Regions from separate parts of the Mus musculus genome. Here region 1 is linked to region 2. The links are chromatin contacts, called in public promoter capture Hi-C maps. All regions are on one chromosome and are shown on one strand. The core of a region is the stretch at or near the end of the contact, and the rest is flanking DNA. Distances in the headings are between cores, read along the strand shown.

Region 1 (3,225 bases), core at 478-2,977, 74 kb after region 2:
TAGTGCACGCCTTTAATCCCAGCACTCCGGAGGCAGAGGCAGGCGGGTTTCTGAGTTCTAGGCCAGCCTGGTCTACAAAGTGAGTTCCAGGATAGCCAGGGCTATACAGAGAAACCCTGTCTCGAAAAACAAAAACAAAAAAACAAAAAAAAAAAAAAGAAGAAGAAGAAGCAAGTTAGGGAGGAAAGGGTTTATTCAGCTTACACTTTCACATTGCTGTTCATCACCAAAGGAAGTCAGGACTGGAACTCAAGCAGGTCAGGAAGCAGGAGCTGATGCAGAGGCCATGGAGGGATGTTACTGGCTTGCTTCCCCTGCCTTGCTCAGCTTGCTTTCTTATAGAATCCAGCCCAGGGATGGCACCACCCACAATGGGCCTCCCTTGATCACTAATTGAGAACATGCCTTACATCAGGATCTCATGGAAGCATTCTTCAAGGGAGGCTCCTTTCTCTGTGATAACTCCAGCTTGTGTCAAGTTGACCCATAAAACCAGCCAGTACAGCTGGAATTCCCTCCGTCTCCCAAGTGCTAGGATTTGAACCCTGGCTCTTTGAATACTTTCTTCATGGCTTCGACAAATTAATCTTTCTAACCTATGGAAGCAAGGACAGCAACCAGCTGTTGTAGCCATTAAATAAACCAATACCAGGAACCACTTGCAACATGGTTTCTGCCCTTAGGAGAATCCTGCTTCCTGCCTACAGACACTGACAGAGTCCAGGGGAACAGAACAGAAGCAGAAGAGAGATGCAGTGAACACGGCAAAAAAAAAAAAAAGCCTCTTTTAAAAGATTTCCTACTTTATATGGGAGGGTGTTTTACCTGCATATATATTTTGTGCCACATGCATGTCTGTGCCCACAGAGATAAGAAAACAGCATTAGGCATGGTTGTGAGCCACCAGATGGGTGCTGGGAACCAAACCTCCGGTCCTCTGGAAGAGCAACAAGTGTTCTTGACCTCTGAGCCGTCTGGTAAGCCCTTGATTTTTTTTTTTTTTCCAGACAAGGTTTCTCTGTGTAAAGCCCTGATTGTCCTGAAACTCTCTGTAGACCTGGCTGGCCTCAAACTCAAGAGACCCACCTGGCTCTGCCTCCCAAGTGCTGGGACTAAAACGTGTGTGCCACCACAGCCCAGCTCAGCCCTTGATATTTTTTTGAACCCAGGTCTTTCTGTGTTGTCCCAGTTGGCCTTGCTAGTGGTGTGGTCAAAACTAACCCTTGAGAGCAATGTCCATTGGGAGGTAATTTGGAAACTCTATCTCTACTTGCTTTTCACCAAATCTGCCTGCTATCTATTCTAGATTTAGTGGGTTTCTTTGGGGCGATGGGGTTGTTTGTTGAAACACATATGTTTCTATGTATATATGTAGGAAGGTAGGTAGCCTCAGCTGGCCTCGAACTCCCAGAGATATGCCTGCTTATGCCTCTCAAGTGCTGCTGGGGTTAAAGGTGTGTGCAACAACTCCCAGTTAGAATTTGTTGTTGTCGTTAAAAGAAAAACAGACAAACAACACTTTATGGACATAATTAACATGATGTAAAAGTGATGTTTCAATACATTCACAAAGCAATGCAGTCATCCCTTTTAACCCGAGGCCAGTTTGGGTTTTTAACCGGAGGTTGCTGAGGACGATCCATCCTTCCTGAGAAGCAGAACCTGACTGTGGCAGATCCGCTGAGTCACAGCGTCGGTGTCCGAGCTGAACCCGGGTCTGGCGTCTGGCGCCCCCTAGCGAGGCCTGAGTGGCAGAAAACCCCACTCGGCGCTGCCCGGAGCACCGCGGGCCCCCCACCCCACCCCTCGCACCCAGGAAGCTGCTGGGTCCAGGTCTCACAGGCGTCTGAATCACAAACCTCAGACCAGCCTCACTCCGCCCTTTTACGGGGGAATGAAGGCTTGTGGGAAATGAAGCGAGCGATGTGGGACAGTCGCTTAGAAATGGGTTTTAGTGGCAAAAGATCTGAGTTCGAACTCTGCTTGCCCTAGCTACACGGGTTACTCAACGTCTCCAAGCCTGTTTCCTCACATATGAGAAGGTACTAATTATTCCTTCTGGCGTGGTTGTACGTCAGACATGATGCTGTAAACTGCAGGGGCTGGAGTTTAGAACCACTGTATTTAATTATGCAACTACCTAAGGGTGTTGAGGCCCCTCTCTTACCCAAGGAGCTCTCCAGCAGCTCAAGGGCTGGTTATAAGCCGTTTTGCCAGGAGCAGGACCCAGGCAATGAAGCCATTGTAGCTACATCTATTCAAGAAACAAACCCCAGACTAGGGCAGTCTGCAGTCCAGGGAGGTTCCCGTCTCCCTTGGGAAGAAGACTGGAAGATCTGGGAGCTAGGAAAGACCAGGGCGTCCTTCTGGAGCCTGAAGGGAACTGCTAATTGGTATTTGTAGACTTCTCCAGCAAGTTGAAGCTCCAGAAGGGAAATCACTCCCCAGACCCCAGCACCACTGGGAACCTTGCTCCCAGGGTAGCAGGGTTGGAAGCCAGAGGATATCACTCATGTCCTCAGTAGACTGTCAAGTCCCTGTGGCTGCTTGCCCATCAGGGATTCTCATCCGGCCCACCGTAAAGGTTTACAGTGAGCTCAGAGGCTCTGCCATGGAAAGAAGCCGAGGAAAAAATAGCAGACAAATTCAAGAGAGCAAGCAGGGCCCCAGGAGTGTTTCAGAGAGTCAGCAAGGTGGCCAATTACTGAGGGTTCCCTTGCCCACCTCCTGACACTTGAGAGGGCCACCCAAGATGGCAAATGGGCTGTACAGAAGACAGAAGGACCGATGTCTTTGAGCCTGAGTAGCCGCTGTTCTTCAGGAACAGAAGGACCTGGGACTTCATCTGCACATCCCTGGGCCTCCAAAGGTCGGGGAAGTGCATCTGTTAAGGTGGCAATAGTCATGTCAATGGAGATATTGATCTAAAAGGATAGCCTGCAAGGGCTCCCGAGGGGCCTATGAGGAGCACTCTGTCAACAACTGCCTTCTTTGGCAGGTGTCTGGTAAATACTTCCTGGTGCCAGGTCTTGAGGCTCTGAGGCAGGTGTCCCACGTGCCTCTTCCACTCCTGTGTCATCAGTGTGACTCATAAGGCTGGGAAAGGGTCATCCCCTCTTGCTCTCCAGGGATCTGTTCTTTCTGGGGTTTGGTCCAGTGAAACCTCAAGGATGTTCCAGAACATTCTTTTTTTTTTTTTCTCATCACCCTCCCTCCCTTCCTCTT
Region 2 (3,590 bases), core at 606-3,105:
TTAAAGGTGTGTTACTCAACTAGATCACACAGACCTAGAAGGTTTTTATATGTGATCCCTTGCCAGAGCAGAGATCTATGTTGCTGGATTAGTATTCCTCTCCATGCAAGGCAGAATCTATGGCTATGAAGTGATCCCTTCACAGTGGCCATAGCACACCATGTGTAAAATGAAAACAGATACGAGGCTTAGTCTGCTGACTTTGAGTGAAGAAGCAAAGCAATGGAAAGATTGTCCTGGGAGTGCCTAGCTTAATCAGGTGATCTGTTTAAAGAGAGGGAGAGATGGCTTTGTGGTTAAGAGCACTGACTGTCCTGTCAAAGATCCTGTGCTCTAGTTCCAGCATCCACACAGTGGCTCACAACCATCTGTGACTCCAGTTCCTAGATCCAGTGTCTTCTTCTAAGCTCTATAGGAGATCAGGAATTCACTTGGTACTATAAGACCCCCTTTCAGGGGCCCCCACTCTAGTCTTAGCAGAGAGAGCACACCCAAAGAAACACAAGATTCCTTCTTGTTGCAAACACACGAGGCAGTTTAATGATGGAGCTCCGGGTTAAAAGGTATCTCACGCAGGAGACAGTGGATTTGACCCCGAGGCTCAATAGCTAGGGGTTTTTATGGGGTAAAGGGCTTAGGGGTGGGGAATTCAGCATAGCGACACACTATTGGCTTATTCAAACATCAGCAAAAGAATATGTGCAGGTCAGGGTTTTGTGAGTTGTTGACTCAGTTCAGATAGCCCTGTTATGTCCTCACATTCCTCTTTATCTTTATGGTTAAGCTGTTCCCAGGAATGTTTTAACGACGGGGCATGCCCAGGTTTGTTTTTCTTTGTTCTCAGTCCCAGGCAGCCTCTAGGCTCACAAACAACCAGCAATTTCTGAGTACTTTATATGACTTACAGGTCTTGAAATTTCATCTTTCTTTCAGTACGTAGACATACACGTAGGCAAAACAACCATACACACAAAAGTTAGGAGACTATGGACCCCTTGGGATCACAGGTCAAGTGGAAACTGAATTCAGCCTGGTGAGATACTGGGTAGAGGACCCAGCTAATCTACCACCTGTCTCCTGACTCACAGAATCCACAAGATAGTACATGAGTTAGCATATCTTACCCTGCAGAAACAGGAAAGTAGCTAAGCATGGCTATGCTCTAATAAGCTTTATAAAAGCAGATGGTAGGACAGGTCAGCAGTTTGTTGAGCCCAGTCTAGAGGCATGGTGTGGGAAGTGGTTATATAATGTATGGGCAAACTATTCAAGCCCAAGAACTACTCTGAACTATAGAGGAACAATTAAAAGGACATCCTGGTGTTGCTTGGTTTATGTTCTCGGCCCCTGAGATGCAGACAGGAAGGGTGGTGTCTGTTTCCTGCCAGACCTTTGATAGTAGGGATTCACAGGCATGAGTCACGGCATGTGGAAACAACACACAGCCACCAATCTGGAGGAAGGTCTGTAAGCTAGCCCTGGAGAAGCAAGTCTGGGCTCTGTAGTTAAGGCAAAAAGGCCAAGGCTGAAGACCAGATTCGAAGGATATTCTCACCTTTGTCCAAAACAATGAACACATAAGACACTTTTGACAGTGGATTGCCTCTGAGACGTGAGGCTCGGAGGCAGTGGGTGATTGGCTTTTCCCCCCCAAATGCTCTGTTTCATTTACTGTAGGAGCAACAAACAAATGAACTCCAAACATAGCATAATACAGTGCTGAACCTAATTTTTTTAGACAGGGTCTAACAACTAAGGCTTGTCTTGGAACTCACCATACAGCCCAGACTGCTTTCCCCCCACTTCAAAAGTGCCAGGATTATAGGCCTGCACCGCCAGGCCAGGAAAGGGGGGTTGGGGCTATAAAGATGGCTCAACATGACTGCTTGTTACACAAGCCTGGGGGCCCAAGTTTGGTTTCTATAGCCCATGTAAAGGTGAAAGGAGAAAAACAGGGGCACTGCTGTCCTCTGACTTACACACATGTACTCACATACATGCACACACACACACACACACACAAATAATAAAGTTTTTAAAAATATTTTTCCTGTTGTGCTGAGGGGTGAAATCCAAGGTCACGCACATACCAAGCAAATAAATGTTCGGCTTTTACCCCCTCTTCTCTACTTTTTATTTCCCTTTGGTTTGTTGGTTTCAGTTTTTGTGGTTTTGTTGGTTTGTTTGAGATGTGGTTGAATGTATCCCAAACTTACCACATGGCTGGGGATGACCTAACTTCTGATCTTCCTGCCTCCTCCACAAGTGCCAGGTTAGCAGGTGTGTACCAAGCTGCCTGGTTTTGAGGTGCCAGGGATTGAATGCACACTAAGCAAGCACTCTGACAACTGAGCTTCACTCCCTACCCCCACTTGATGTACCCCACAAAGGCCACTTTATTGCCTTGTATATACAGTTCACTCCTCTTTCTGGATGTTTCCCTTATGCCTGTGATACTCCCGCATGACCAACTGAGTGATGCTCCCACATGAGAGAGTGATGCTCCCACATGACTGGGTGATGCTCCCACATGACTGGGTGGTGCTCCCACATGACCGGGTGGTGCTCCCACATGACCGGGTGGTGCTCCCACAGGACCAGGTGGTGCTCCCACAGGACCAGGTGGCTCAGATATGCGAGGTTGGCAGCCTCTTCTTCACTTGGTATTGACTAGAAAAGGAACCACATTGCCTAGGTTTGGTTGTTTGGCCAGGAGCCCATCTTGCTGGTCTAAGATGGCTTCAATGAATTAGCCAAAGGTCAGATGGGTGATGAGGGCACAGGGGCTGACGCATGAAGACCCACCAGCCTCTTCCCACCCCACATGGCCTAGCAGTCACCAATATGGAACCCCAGAAGCTCCTTGTGTGTCTTTTTGCTCCGCTCTAACAAAATCCTATAGGCTGGGAGGCATAGAGGACCAGATATCTACTTCTCAAAGTTCTGGAAACTGAGAAGCATGAAGAGAAGATAAAGTCTTTTTTGTTTTGTTTTGTTTTGTTTTTTGTTTTTTCGAGATAGGGTTTCTCTGTATAGCCCTGGCTGTCCTGGAACTCACTTTGTAGACCAGGCTGGCCTCGAACTCAGAAATCTGCCTGCCTCTGCCTCCCGAGTGCTGGGATTAAAGGTGTGTGCCACCGCGCCCGGCTGAAGATAAAGTCTTAAGTGAATGTGTTGGCAATTATTCACACGAGTGCAGTCATGTTGTGGATGCTCACAATGCTCATGGATGCCAGTGCTTCAGACAAACTCACGGGAATGGTGACACTTTCACCTAATCTGAATACAGATGTAGACAGTGTATGGTGTGTAGAGAAATACCTAGAGCAACTTGTGTGCTGGATGATAGCAGCCTGAGTCGGCTCCTCTACAGAGACCACCTGCTCCCCTACAGAGATCACCAACCTAGACTAGCTACCTGCTTCCTGCTCCTGCTGTATAAAAACCCACTTGGTTCCCAGCTTGCTGTCACGTCTCCATTAACAGTCCCCCATCCAAGCTTTGTTTGTGCTCTTTGTTTCTTTGTTTCTTTCATTAGTTCATTTATTCTTCCTTTTTTTTTTTCCTGAGACAGGATCTCACTATGTAAC

Evidence for each region. Promoter capture Hi-C pulls out the DNA fragments that hold promoters and counts their contacts.
Region 1: a promoter capture Hi-C map of trophoblast stem cells shows a contact between it and region 2, with 8 times the contacts expected there. The contact joins two enhancer-like sites. A contact is called at or near these places in 7 of 39 promoter capture datasets (the 3T3-L1 cell line, cranial neural crest, embryonic stem cells and 3 more), 21 of 484 Hi-C or Micro-C datasets (the Ba/F3 cell line, the NIH/3T3 cell line, brain and 9 more), 2 of 115 datasets of contacts at active chromatin or transcription factors (both in embryonic stem cells) and 1 of 9 other capture datasets (adipose tissue).

Annotation. Positions count from the first base shown.
Region 1 is chr11:104,276,709-104,279,933 of GRCm38.p6, forward strand. All of the region lies in intron 1 of Mapt (microtubule-associated protein tau), which reads left to right. Among named protein-coding and RNA genes, the nearest start is that of Mapt, 47 kb to the left of the region's middle. Within about 2 kb of position 1,728, at least 34 of the 459 cell types and tissues checked have an H3K27ac peak or open chromatin away from gene starts, as enhancers often do. A contact at or near this core is called in trophoblast stem cells, where this site is marked.
Region 2 is chr11:104,202,091-104,205,680 of GRCm38.p6, forward strand. No RefSeq gene overlaps it. Among named protein-coding and RNA genes, the nearest start is that of Sppl2c, 18 kb to the left of the region's middle. Within about 2 kb of position 1,856, at least 4 of the 459 cell types and tissues checked have an H3K27ac peak or open chromatin away from gene starts, as enhancers often do. A contact at or near this core is called in trophoblast stem cells, where this site is marked.